Regions from separate parts of the Oryctolagus cuniculus genome. Here region 1 is linked to region 2. A link is a contact called in public Hi-C data. All regions are on one chromosome and are shown on one strand. The core of a region is the stretch at or near the end of the contact, and the rest is flanking DNA. Distances in the headings are between cores, read along the strand shown.

Region 1 (6,902 bases), core at 2,908-5,407, 660 kb after region 2:
ACTGAGTACTAATGATCTGTCTACAATGCACAGACAACAGAATCAGCTAATCACAAAATCTGCCAAGTTTACTCTTATTTTCCAGTCGCTTTTTAAAATCAGTGGTGCCCGCTACTGCTTGTAGGTTCATACATGCTCATGGACACCCAAAACAGATGCACACACAGCAAACAAAATGAGCAAACAATGCAGGAACCACCAATCTCAGCCTAGGGAGACTTCTGGGCTTAGGCTCCACCACGAGCCTGCGATGGGGATCTAATCTCCAAAGTGTGCACAGTGGAATTCAGTGCCCTGGTCTTGCAAGGTGGGGCTCACCAGTAACTCAGTCACTCACCTACTCACACAGCGCAATTCCTACTGAGAAGCCACCTAAACACATGTGGATGACGGAGTGCCGAGCCCAGCACTCCACTCTAGGCCACCCCAAGAGCAGGCCTCCTGGGTGGGTTCCGGTCAGCCAGTGTCCCACATACTGCAGCCACCTGCAGGTGCATGGTCATTTCCATGGACACAGGGCAGGGCTGGGAGGAGGGCACGAGCAGTGTGAGGGATTCCAGGTTGCTGCCTCTCAGCAGGGGCCCTCGTGCTTCCTCTGCGGGTGGGCGGGTGCTGCAAACCCAACATGCACCTGCTGCCTCCGTGAAGCAGCTTTTGAGAAGCCCAGCTCTCCAGAGCCCGTCCCAGAGGCCAAACGGCAAGAGCGCAGCTCAAAGGAAGCAAGTGGCTGCCTTCGCTCTGCACACACCCACAGCCCCTGGTCAAGAAGCCCTCAGGGCCGGCATGAAAGCAGAGTGAGCTGCAAGAGGCCGCTGTCTGCACGAGGCTGCAGGGAGCGGCCTGGGCGAGGGCTATCAGCATCCCTGTGTCCACAGCCTGCCTTGCCCCTCTGAAAATAGACACAAAAGCCTCAGATAGCCTTTTCCCTGCAGTGCCATATCTCTCCCACAGCAGAACTGGCTGGAAATCAGGGAGGGGTGGGGGAGAGGGAGCTCCTTTCAGTCTGGCTTTCCCACTCCCCAAGCCAACCAGCTTCCTGCCGGATGACAGGTGAATTATAGCATCCCCAACACCCCTGTGGCCAAGAAGCAGCCTGTGCCCTCCTCCCTTCCACCAGGCATAGGGTGGCAGGAGGCCCTCGTCCACCCTTGGGTCCCCACCCTCTCCCTCCCTCCTCTTCCTCCCTCCATTCCTTCCACCCAGGCACAGATTTCAAAGGACCCTGTCTTCCTCTAGCCACATAACCCTACCTGGCCCATGACTGCCACTGTCCCATTGTCCCTGATCTGAGCCCCTGCCCGGTCTGGGAGCTGCTTGCCCTGGGTGGCGAAGCCCCACTGGAATTCCAGTGCACTGGAGTGCAGAGAAAGCAGTCACAGAAGTGGCTGAAACCAACAGGCAGAAGCGCCCCCTGGCCACAGCAGAGCTTGGGAAGGACCCGCTGTCTGTGTAGGCAGCTCATTGATCCACTTTTCTGATAATTATTCCTCACTCATCACAAACCAAATGATGCTGGCTCCAGCCCAGCCGGGCGAGCGGGCAGGCAGCCGTGTGTGTGTGGAGAGTAGAAATGAGCCTGCCTGCGTCCACTCGAGGAAGGGAAGCAGTGAATGGCGTGCACACTGAGCAGGGGCGGGGGGCTGCTGAAATATTCTGCTGAACGTGGCCTTTCTTTTAACCCTTGCTGGGGAGATTCACAGCCGACAGCCAGCCTGTCAGGCCAAGGCAAAGTTTCCCTGGCTGCACCAAGAGAACCGTCCCAGCGCTGAGGTGAGCGGCACCAGGGAGGCCTGGGTGACAGGCTCCGTGTATGAGGCCGGGTGCTGGCACAGGGCGCCCGTGCGACTGCTCCAGATTAGTAGGCAGGGAGCTGCAACTGTCCAGGGAGACCCACGCACGCACCCTGGCCCCTCGGCGGGTGTGTTTCACGCATTTGCTCTCCGTTTGCTTGCATGCACGCTGGCTCCTCCACGGATGGAACGGATGCCAAGACCAGGCTTTCTGAAGGAAGCACCCAGCTGCTCTCGGAGTGCCAGCCCCTGACCCTCTCTGGGTGCCAACTGCCTCGGCCCTACCCAGGCTGGGGCCGGCATGACGCCGCGCCCCAAGGCTACCGAGTCCCGCCCTGCATGGCCACGGGAAACCATCCTATCCTCTCTCTCGAATTTCCTTTCTGTTTCAATGGCTTGCGCACGTGTCTCTCCGTAAGCGTAACCCAAGCCTCAGGCGCTGGGATGCGCACCATGTCTCTCTCTCTCTCTCTCTCTCTCTCTCTCTCTCTCTCTCTCTCTCGTAGGCTACACATTTCAAAGCTCAGCCCGCAGCCCACAAAGAGCGGCAGGCCAAAGGTGCAGTGGGAGGCCGAGAGCGGACAGAAAGCCGCCTTTGGAAAAGCGAGCGGGAGCTGTGTAGACACGAAGGGCCCGCCGCACCCCCAGCGCCGCCACAGAACCGACGCGGGAGGCAGCGATCTTTGCCCAAAGGCGAGGACAGTAGAGCCCCGCCTCAGGGTCCCGAGACCCCCCAGCTTCGGTTCCAGAAGGGCAGTGCCTTCCGAAGGGACTGGGGGTGGCCAAGCCCTGGTGTTCCTGGGAGTTTCCATTGGGCGAACCCGCACCCCAGCGGAGCGAGAGCCCAGACGGGACAGCGGCGCCGGCTCTCGGAGCTGCGGGTCTGGAGTTCCCCGCGGAGACTCGGCCCGCGTCGGACCCCGGGAAGGGGGTGCGGGAGCGTCACCCCCAGAGTCGCTTCCTTCGTAGCGGCAACTCCAAGTCCGCTCCCCTCGCTCAGCCGCTGTCCCGGGAGGCGGCTGCCGCCCCGCTCCGCCGCCAAAAGCGGGGGCGGGGAAGGGGCGGGAGGCGGGGAGCGGGACAGGGATTTCCCACCGGGATTCGCGGGCGCCGCGGCGGAGCGCCCGGGCTCCCCGCTGCACCAGGCGCGGGGTCACCGAAGCGAGCGTGTGTTGTTGGCCACCGGCCGGAGGCACGGGCCAGGCTGGTCTGGTAGGGGCGGTGTCGCTGCCCGCCGGCTCCGGGTCGCCAAGTCTCCGTTCCCGGACCCTGGGGGTGGGTGGGGATCCGGTGAGTTTAGGCAGGACCGACGCCCACCCTAGTCCACGGCTGCTCCGAGACTCCTCCTGGCCCCGCAGACCCCGGCACAGCCACACGGTTCCCCGAGGGTCCAGCCGAAGAACTCGACCCCCTCCTTCCGCAGCCACTTGCGGGGAGCCCCGGCAGAGCGGCTCCGGCTCCGGCTCCGGCTCCGGCTCCGGCGCGCGGCGCTTGCCAGCCAGCCCCAGATCCAGAAGCGGGCGGACTGCGAGCTGGGGACGCGGAGGTGGCGCGCGGCAGCTAGGGAGCGCATCGGGGCTCGGGATAGGAAGGGAGCGGACAGGCGCCCGGAAGCCCGGAGCTTGACGGTCCGCGGTGCTTCTCCGTCCCCTAACGCCCAGCTCTGCCCGGAGCCGAGGAGCCTGCACTGCAATGCAGCGGGCTCCGCGCTCGCCGAGCCGGAGCTGTCAGAGAGCGCCGGGGCGCGGGAGCTGCTGCGGGCGCCCAGAGCCAGCCGGCGGCGCGCCGGCGGGTGCCGCCCCGGCCCCGCGCCCGGCCGCGGCCGAACCTTGTCCTCGGGTCCCGGGATGCAGAAGACGCAAAGCGGCCGAAGCAGCCCCCACGAGCCGCGCGGCGCCCCGGCCCCGAGGCGGCGGCCGGCAGCCCCCAACTTGAAGCGCCGCCGAGGTTACGTTACCTTCCATCGCGGCCACTGCGGATGCCAGGAGGAACAGCAGCAGGCAATCCAAGGCCATGGCCGGCCGGAGGCCCCCAGGCCGAGCGCGAGCCGAGGCGGCCGCGCGGGGAGGGCGCCGCGTCCCGGGGCGCCGCTGCGCTCCCCGCGGGTGGCTTCTCCGTATCCTTTCGCGCTCTCGCCGGGACCGGACTCCCTGGAGCGCGGCGTGGGCGTGGGCGGGAGTGTGCGCGCGTGGGGCGGTGCGGGCGCGCGTGGGTGTGGGTGTGCATGTGTGTGTGTGTGTTTATGGGAGAGGTGGGTGTGTGCGTGCGTGTGGGAGAGAGGGCGAGGGCGAGCGAGCCTGAGAGAGCGCGCGCGAGCGTGTGCGTCCCGGTGTCACATTGCGAGCTACGGCGGAGCCGACAGGAGGACGGGGCCGGCCAGACTGGCGGGGGAGGGAGCGGGATCCCCCACCAACAGCTCTCTCCCCACCCCTAGCACCTCCTGTCCAATCAAGGAATCAAACCTGCAAAATTCCCCCGTCCAATCAGGCGCGAGCACCTCCTCACGCTGGCATTGTTAGTTTAAGAAAAACTTTTGCTTGCTAGGCTGTGCGGGAGGGCCGCGAAGGCGCTAGGAGGGGTCGGGGCTCCCCCTCGTGGTGCGCCGGCAGAACCGCACCGGCCCGCGCCAGCTCCTGGGTCCACGCCCCGGACTTAGCGGGCTGCCGAGGTCTAGGTGGAGACCCCTCGGCTGTCCAGCGCCCGCAGGACCCCCGTTGAGCTTCAAATCGTTCAGTGCGTATCTCTCCACCCGATCCAGGGCAGCTCCCGTGACACCCCTGCGCCTCTTCTGCATACCACGTCTCCTCTGAGGACGGCGTGTTCTCTGTTACTGGTTTCCCCTGACGTAAATGGGCTCATCATTTTGGAGACTCTGGTCTGTTTCCTTCTGAATCCTGAGCGCTGAGAACAGCGCCTGACCCTGGAAGATGATGGCAGCTGCGTGTTGAACGAACGGATGCAGCAAGCGCGGAGGGCTTGGGTGAGTCCTCACAGCTCTTGGCTGATGCCTTCCTCCAGGAGTTCCTGCTGCTGCTGTGCGTGCCAGGAGTGTCCCTGGGAGCCCGACCCGGAGGACATGCTCTGGAAGAGACCAGAGCCACGCAGCCAGCTGTAACATCAGTCGGGGAAGGGAGTAGGGCAGCCCAGGATCAAGGTAAGGTGCACAGTGGAAGGCACCTCACCATGGGCTAGGCCTTCAGCAGGAGCAGGACAGCGGCAGGTGGGATTCTGCCAGGCTCAGCTCCAGCAGCTCTGCTTTCTTGCCCTGCCCCTGGAGATGGCCAGCGTGGTGTGGATCTGAAGGCTGCCTAGCTGCACAATGTGTGGGGGAGTGTCCTCATCACCCGCCCCCGACTCCCGACCCCATGACAGTCTGGTCCTGCAGGGTCCCTCAGGGACGGCTGGCCTTTCCCCAGAGTTGATAATGAGCTCACAGTGAGCAGATGCGGCGGGTTTTTTTTTTTTAATTACTCGCCTTTGGGGGCTCTGCTGTGTCAGTCCCCACCACTGCACGTCTGTCTGGTCTCTCCTTTCCCAAGACTGCTTCCCCTCTGCCAGTCAGACTAGGGTCCCCCCACCCAGATAATTCTTTGGTACTCCAGCTCTGACTCCAGTTACCTCCCTCATCTCCTACCCTCCTTGTCACCCTGCCTCAGCACCTTCAGGGACCATACCACTTCCACCTACTTAATGCTGTGCCAGCTGCACTCCATCCCACCATGATACCAACCTGCCACAGGGTCTCTGGAGCAAGCTGAGGCTGCCCTGGCGATAGCCTGCTCCGAGTTATCCATCATCTTCCAGGGACCAAGGCATCGTCAGACATGGGTGCCCTGTACTTCTTTGGAGGCTCTGGCCCCAGTTTCCATGGTCCTGCTCCCCCTCCCCATCTTCTACCAACTCCTTCTATTTCCTCTACTCCCTCTTTACCTTTCAATGGAGATGCCCCCCAAGCTCTATCCCTAGAGTCCTTCTCCCAGGGTTCATGGAAAACTCCCTGGCAGCTTCACCTACTCTTTGACCTCCAGCCATGCCTTGATGGGTGGGTGGGTGGATAGATGGATGGATGGATGGATGGATAAATGGATAGATGGATGAGTGGATGGGTGAATAGATGGATGGGTGAGTGGATGGGTAGATGGATAGATGTATAGATTGATGGGTGGGTGGGTGGATGGATAGATGTATAGATTGATGGATGGGTGAACAGATGACTGGATGGATTACTGAATGAATGCATGGATGCATGGGTGGATGGATGGATAGATGGGTAGATTGATGAGTGTGTGGGTGGATGAGTTAATGGTTGGGTGGATGAGTGGATGGATGGATGGGTGGGTGGATGGATGGGTGTATGAATGGATGGATGGATGGCTTTCAGACTGTTCCCTCCCCTTCACTACATCACAGCCTCTTGGGAGGCACGCCTGGCAGAGCCCTCCTGCCACATCCCCCTCCTGATTCCTTTGTCCCAAGTCCATGAGCCTGTCCCAGCCTACACTGCCTTCCCCCGGATCGCTGGAAACTGAATGACTGCCCATCTTCCATCCCTTTCCTGTCTAGTCCCTCTGGATCCTGCTGCCATGCTAATCTTCCTCAAGCCACGCTTCATCCTACCTCTTCCCAGCACAGAAACCTAGTGGCTCCTCCCTGTCTGCTGAAGACAGACTGGCCACTTTGGCTTGGCACTCTCATTTCTCTGTGAGCTCCCTGCAACCTCCCTGCTCAGCCTGGACATGGGCTGCTTAGCTAACTTGACCCCCTTGCCTGCACCACACTCATACCCAGGCTAGCCACACATCCCCTACTTGCTCAGCAAATGTTGCTTTGTGCCTACTGGGCATGTGGCAGGCTCTGGCCTCAGCTGTGGGGGTGTGGTGGACAAACCCTGCTGTGTGGGAAGCTTACACGTGGCAGGCGATAATAAGCAAACAGGCAGTGGTGCATCCGTGGTGAGAAGGACTCTGGAGAATAATGAAGCAGGGGAGAGCTTGGGGGTGGTGGCCAGCAGTTGGACATGAGGGGATGGCTTCTGCTTGTTGAGCGCCTTCTGTAGACAAGCAGTGCATGGCAAAATTTAGGACCCGCATTTCCCTCCTTCTGTTTCTGCCC
Region 2 (6,678 bases), core at 2,476-4,975:
AGGAGGCGGAGCGTGGCTTTGAGGGGAGCCCCCAGGGCTGCTGATGAGAATAATGGACCGAGGTGTGGCCTGAACCCTCTCCACCATGCTCCCCGGAACCGTGCCTGCCGCCACTGCCCAGGGCCTCCTGGCCCATCCCTGGTCTGTGCCTCCCTATTGCCCTCTTCCAGGCACCCTCCCACCCTGCCCATCTGCCCTGTGGCTTCTGACATGGTAGAAACTTCCAGCTCAAGTTGCTTCAATGGTCCATAGTGGGACGTGCCACTCCCCTGGGAGTAGAGGGAAGGCCACCATGCTGACGAGGGGGCTTCCCCAAAGCCATAGGGTCTGGCTCAGCTGCCTTCATCCCGCCATCATATCCCAACCCAATCCCATCAGGTTAGCTATCATCCCCTCTTTGTACCATCCCAGGTGCCCAGGTTGCAGAGAAACCTGTGTACGATGGAAAATGGAATTGAAAGATAAATTTACTTAGGCATAAAAAATTTTGAAATCCATGCACAGGTATTTTTTTTTCATAATACACATTTTCCATAAACTTTTTGAAGACTCTTCGTATTTGCCTGGAGCTTATAGAGTTGTGTCCAGGTGCCAATACACATTAAAATTAAATTCACTGAGTTTTGCAATCATTCATCCATCAAATATTTATTGAACACCTACTATGTAACCGCTGTTCTAGGCATTGGGGATACAGAGCTCACATTCTAGTGGGCAGGGACAGATAAACACCTGTGTGATAAATGAATGATGCTGTTTCAGAGTTACAGAGGAAAGGATGAAGAATGAGTAAGGTGATGGGGTGGTGGCAGGGGACAGGAGGGAGGCAGCAGAGGTCATCAGGGCTGATATCTCTGAGCACACGTCCTTTGAGCTATGACAAAGGAGAATTGGAAGGTGGCAGACTTTCTTCAGGGTCTTGTGACTGTCTCTGCATTTGCCTTGGGCCTCGCTGGACTTTTGGTCTAGCGACTTTGCACTTGGGCGACATTATCTGCTAGTCGCAATGTCTTTGACTTCATTTGGTTTCCAAGGTTTGGGCTGGCTGGATGCTTCTGGCTGGGTGAAGCATCAGCTCTTGAGATCCTCGTAACACTCAGGTGATGTTTTGTGCAGGATGAGCAAGGCTCAGACATGGGCTCCAGGAGCAAACTCCCCTGGAGAAGACGTTGAGGTGCAGTGGTCAACAGACCCTCTGGTTCTTCGGTTGTGCTACATTTGTGATATTGAGTAAGTTTGTTCACTACCTGCACTTTAACTTCCCAGTCTGTAAAATGGATATGATAAATTAAAAGGCCTGGCATCCAACAGTCTCAACACATGTACCCAGGTTTTATCACCTAGAAGACAGAGACGTCATGTTCACCTTTGGGGATAGGGATCTGGCCCATGAAGGGGCGTGTGGAGACTTTCTAGGTTATACCAAATATGCAAGAGTAGAAAATCAACCAAAGTAGTTTCCAAGCCCCTGTGGCTTGAATCAAGGAAACAGGTAGCCTTGAATTCGAAGCTCAGCTCCTCCAGCTTCCAACAATATCATCCTTGAGCAATTTACTTAATCTGCTTGTGACTCAGTGTGCTCCTTTGTAATATGGGGCTAATAACAACGTCTACCTATATAGAACTGCCCTAAAGGACAATGAGGCAATGTCTGTAAATCATTGAACACATAACTGTCAGCTGCTATACTTAGCATCATCTCACCGACCTGGCCTGTGGCACTAAGTAGTTTGATCCCCTTGATTAAGAAAAGATGTTTGCATTCTTCACATGTGGTATTGACTTTTCTTTCCCTGCCAAATCACTTACAAACTGGCTGCCTCACTGCCATTTCGGTGTCATTTTCTCCATCACCAGTGTCTTTGCCTGGTATCTTCTCTCCCCAGTATAACCACAATGGCCCCTCCTTCTCTCCCCACTGCTCCCCAACCTTCTTCCCAGTCCTTGGTCACGTGGGTGGCAGGTGCACTCTGCACATCACGATAGCCACGCAGTGATTTCCATTCATCCCTAGAAATAAAACTCTGACTGTGACCCTGTCCTCCCGGCTGGAGTTGCCCTGCCCCTTGCCTGTGTGTCCAGTCTGAGCTCCCCTCGCTTTCCTTCACGCCCACTTCGCTCCAGTCCCACTGACCTCCTCCCTTAAACATGCGGAGCTCACCACGCCTGAGCATCGCCAGGTGTATCCCGTTTTCCTGCCTGAGACACCCTTCCCTCTGTGGTTGGCTTGGCTGCCGTTTCAGAACCTTCTGACAATACTGACTTCCATTCCATACAGGTTTATGTTTTGTCAGTCAATTAGAAGTCTCTATAGGGTAGCCCCAGTCATTGATCCAAAACCAGCTGAGATTCTGTCTTAGTTTTCCTCTTATGGTTGCAAGCTGGACTCCCTGGTCATCTTATCTGTTTCAGATAGGAAGAAGGTTTAAAAAAGACAACTCTTATATTAGAGAAACAATACCTTCCTCCCAATCACAGTTTATAGCTCATTGGCCGGACAGAACAGGGTTATACTGGCTCTTCTCGGCTCCCAAGAAGGCTGAAATATGTGTGTTTGGGTAGGTATGCTACATATGGCTTCAAAAAAGCTGTGGCTGGGTCATGTAGCTGGGTATGCTGTGGACCCAAATAAAATAGGGAAGAAGTGGAAAGGTGGGTGTCTATCGTAGCTGGGGATTCGGCTCACCCATCTTCTCTTCAGAGAGCTCCTCTCGGGACATTGTTACCTACATAGTGGTCCCTCCACTGCCACCCAGCCCAAGTCCTTGCTGTTTCCTTCCTAGCACTTTTGCGTTGTAAGTGTTTAATTTCTCATCTGGTGTATGTCTTACTGTAGGCACCATAACGGCACCTCTGCTTGGCTTGCCCCTAAATCCTTAGAATTCAACCCATCGTTGGCCATGCAGTGGTTTCTCAAGAAATGATTAATGGAATGAATGAGCGAGCCAGTTAGTACATGAACATGGGATACCTCTGGGATATTGAGCAATTCTCTGTTCCTTCCCCAGGCTGCCTCAATCAAAGGGAGTCCCCTAAATATAGTGGGATAAAAGAAGCAAACAGTCAACTAATGCGGATGGTGATTTTGTCGAATTAAGAAATGACTGGAGGATCAGCAAATGAATTGCTTGGTTTGTCCAGGCTCCTGAAGAACCTGCCCCACTCCCTCTTTTCCACGTATCTCTGGTTACCACCCAGCTGAAGCAAAAGACTGCAGTAGGAGTAGTTTTGTGCACTGTAGCCAAGTGCTCAGTTCCAGTTGGCTGAGAAGTTGCAGTAGTTGCGGGTGTGTGGGGTGTGGCAAGTCGGGGAGCTGTTCTGAGTAGTGTAAGAGATGTGCAAGGGGACTTCGGAAGCTTTGTGGATACCATCATTAGAAGGGAAGTCTATTTTGCTGTAAAAATTTCTTGAAACCCACAGACAGGTTTTCATGATATACATTTTCATGAATTTTTTGAAGACCTCTTGTATGTAGGAATTTCAAAATTTTTTTGTGCCAACATATATTCGTCTTTTAATTCCATTTTCCCTGCCGTGTTTGAAGATTGCCTGTCTCTCTCGTCTAAGCTCCCGACTGACTTTGGACAGTGGAGTGCTCTTCTCAGCACTTGGGCTGGGAATGTCCAGCACAGACTCCTTTGTCTGGAAAATGCAAACCAAGCAGCTCTCCTTACACACGTTAAGAAATTAAATAATGGAAGAGGAGGGGAACCAAGGCCCAGGGAGATCCGTAGCTAGGGAGGAGCGAGGGAATCTGGGCTCCAGGATCACTCTCTCAGCCAACATTACATTGCAGCTGATAATGCTCACTATTTTATTTTAACACCGGGTTTCCTTAGGGCAAATTAGTCATAGCAAATGAAAGCCAGTATTGCATTATTTCTATGACTCTTATGTAAGCGCAGGCTGAAGTTTTAGGCTACGGTGCACAAAACGACTCTTACTACAAGCATGTGCTTCAGCTGGGTGGTAACTAGAGACACGTGGAAAAGAGGGAGTGGGGCTGGTTCTTCAGGAGCCTGGGCTAGCCGACCCCACCCTCCGCAGCCCCTTCTTCCATGATTCCAGAGGTGGCCGCCTGAATCTGATTTCAGGGTCAGCTCCCCGCATTGCTCTGATCTGTCTTTTCTCAAGGAATATTTCTTTTGAGTGATTTATTCATTTATTTGAAAGACAGCTTCAGAGAGGCAGAGGCAGAGAGAGAGGGGGAGAGAGAGAGAGAGAGAGAGAGAGAGATCTTTCATCTGCAGGTTCACTCCTCAAATGGATGCAAAGGCTGGAGCTGTGCCAATCTGAAGCCAGGAGCCAGAAGCTTCCTCCGGGTCTCCCATGTGGGTGCAGGGACCCAAGGACTTGGGCCATCTTCTACTGCTTTCCCAGGCCATAGCAGAGAGCTGGACCGGAAGTGAAGCAGCTGGGTCTTGAACCAGCACCCGCCAGCACTGCAGGCGGTGGCTTTACCCACTATACCATGGCGCCGGCCCCTCAAGGAATGATCATGTTGCTAATCAAAGCCCTGTGGAGTGGTGTTTTTCCCCAAGTGTTGCAGCAAAGCAGTCCACTTATCAGAATGAAATTCTACGATGGACTTGAGATGGGTGGAGGGTGAAATCCCGATGGAGTGGAAAAGGCCTCCAATGGGAATGGAATGAGCCTGTGCCGTGGTACAGCTCCGTATCCTCATCCTGGCTCTGCCGCTTGCCAGCCATTGCATCCCAAGTATCTGCCATTTGGAAGGGATGGTGAGGCCTGAGCAGGGGATAGTGTGAAGATCCCAGGTGATAATGTGTTTTTCACAACACAGTGCCGGTCCCAGGGTCGGGCTCCAACCAGTGCTGACTCCTTTCCCTTGCCTTGTAGCTGTCATTTGGTTTATTGAGTGAGCTTTTTGATCTTCAGATCCTTAAAGGAAGGCCCTTGCTTCTAAACAGCTTCCTGGAGGAGATTTGAGGAGCATTCTAGTGCCTATCCTGCTGTCATTAGCATCTCTAATTCTCTAACCTTGAACAACGCACTATGCTCAGTGAGGCGCCTCACCACTTACTGATGTGCAGGCAGGGCTGGGGAAGGCCACAGGGAAGCAGCAGAAGTTGGTTAGGAGGTCCCTTGAGAAACAATGGGGATGCTGAAGCCCTGTCACCTGAACCTTCAGGCCTGATGTTAAGGACTGAAGAACAATACAAGACTCAATGTTCAGTGGTTCAGCGTAGGCACCAGCCAAGGGCAGGGAGGCACAGGATGTGTGGACCCACACAGACTTGGAAGCAGCAGAGACAGAGAGCCAGATGGTGATGGCCCATCCTCAGGGCACCTGCCTGGCATCCCGGCTCTGCACCTGACTGGGACCACTCTGCCCTGAAAAACCAGGGTCTCTTGGTTTGGGCCCGTTTTAGGCTTGGTTCAGTGCTTCTCCCTTCTTATCTGCAGTAACACAAATCTGCTTCCTTCTAACTTCCACCCCGTAGCTCCAGCCTTTCCCTGAGGGTTCACCCAGTAAGAATAGTCCCTCTCCCACGTGATGGTAGTTCAGTTTTAGCAGGATGGGGTTGTGGTTGTCCGGCTGGAGGCTGAACATCTCAGCACCTTCCTTTGTGATGGAATTAACACAGCTGCCAGTTTCTTTCCCATTTTCCTCTGCTGCTCGTGGCCCCTCTCCAACTGGTCAGTGACCCTTTCAAACTACAGATTTCAGAACCACTGGGAGAGGCAGACAGGAGCTAGTTACCACTAGAAAAATGCAATCTAAGTTCCTATTAGCTTCTTTGGTCACTGCTGAGTGAGACTGAGCCGACACCTAATCCAGAGGCCTTTTTCGCAGGCGTTGCTGTCAAGCTATGTCTTCTCACCCTGCATTTGTGCACTTGATACTCTGAATAACACCCTGGGGCTTTTGAAATATCCATTCAAATATCATCTGGTCAGGTTTGAAACAATAAACTTGCCTGTCAAGGCTGCCGGTGGTGTCCTGCCTCCACCACGCCATCCGTCAGCTTCTCTCTCTCAGCTGTAAACCCCCTGGATGGGGTGGGTGGGCTCAAGAGGACACAAATGCAATAATGCTTGATAAAATTTTTGGACTGCATTAGGCAGAGGTCAACATTCTTCATTAAATCGTAGTCCAAGGCATTCTATAGGATCACATTGCCCATGAATCATCATCTCCAAACTTATTCAACCAGGTAGAAATCCACTGAATGGTATTATCATGAGGTCTATATCTCTGTAATTTGCTCATAATAATAATATAGGACACTCCATGAAAGGACACGGCTCCAATCAATAGGCCCGGTACCCGCTGCCTCTTTTAAATCCTCTCTTGTGGTCATCTCACTGGCAAGCACGTCTAATGCGGCTTGGGCTCAGCCAGTGTAAGTGGGTCCCAGGCACATGCTCCCCCAGGGGCCGGATCACACTTGTTCCATTGCACACTCTGCTCCAGGCACTCACTAGGGACCACTGTCCTTGGACAATCAGATCCTACCCTCTCTCCAAAAGCTTGTAACTAGACAAAGGAGGAGGAGATTACACTTTGCAGAAATAATTTAGATCAGGCATGAAAAATAATCCCCCGACAAGGCATTGTGCTGAAATTCTAAAAACCGCTATGATGTCACTGTACAAATTATTCATAAATTGGTGATATATTTGGTAATCTGTCTCTGTAGACCTAGAGACAAA

The links. Hi-C and Micro-C count contacts between places; a contact is called where the count stands out from the background.
Region 1: a contact with region 2 is called in a Hi-C map of an unstated tissue, with 5 times the contacts expected there. The contact joins the promoter of EPHB1 here to the enhancer-like site in region 2. A contact is called at or near these places in 4 of 6 Hi-C or Micro-C datasets (ear pinna, psoas muscle, skin fibroblasts and 1 more).

What each region holds. Positions count from the first base shown.
Region 1 is chr4:146,695,577-146,702,478 of mOryCun1.1, forward strand. EPHB1 (EPH receptor B1) reads right to left here and starts at 4,158. Exons shown (of 16, transcript XM_051818616.1): 1 at 3,748-4,158. The coding sequence starts at 3,805.
Region 2 is chr4:146,040,491-146,047,168 of mOryCun1.1, forward strand. No RefSeq gene overlaps it. Among named protein-coding and RNA genes, the nearest start is that of PPP2R3A, 410 kb to the left of the region's middle. Within about 2 kb of position 3,726, at least 1 of the 8 cell types and tissues checked has an H3K27ac peak or open chromatin away from gene starts, as enhancers often do.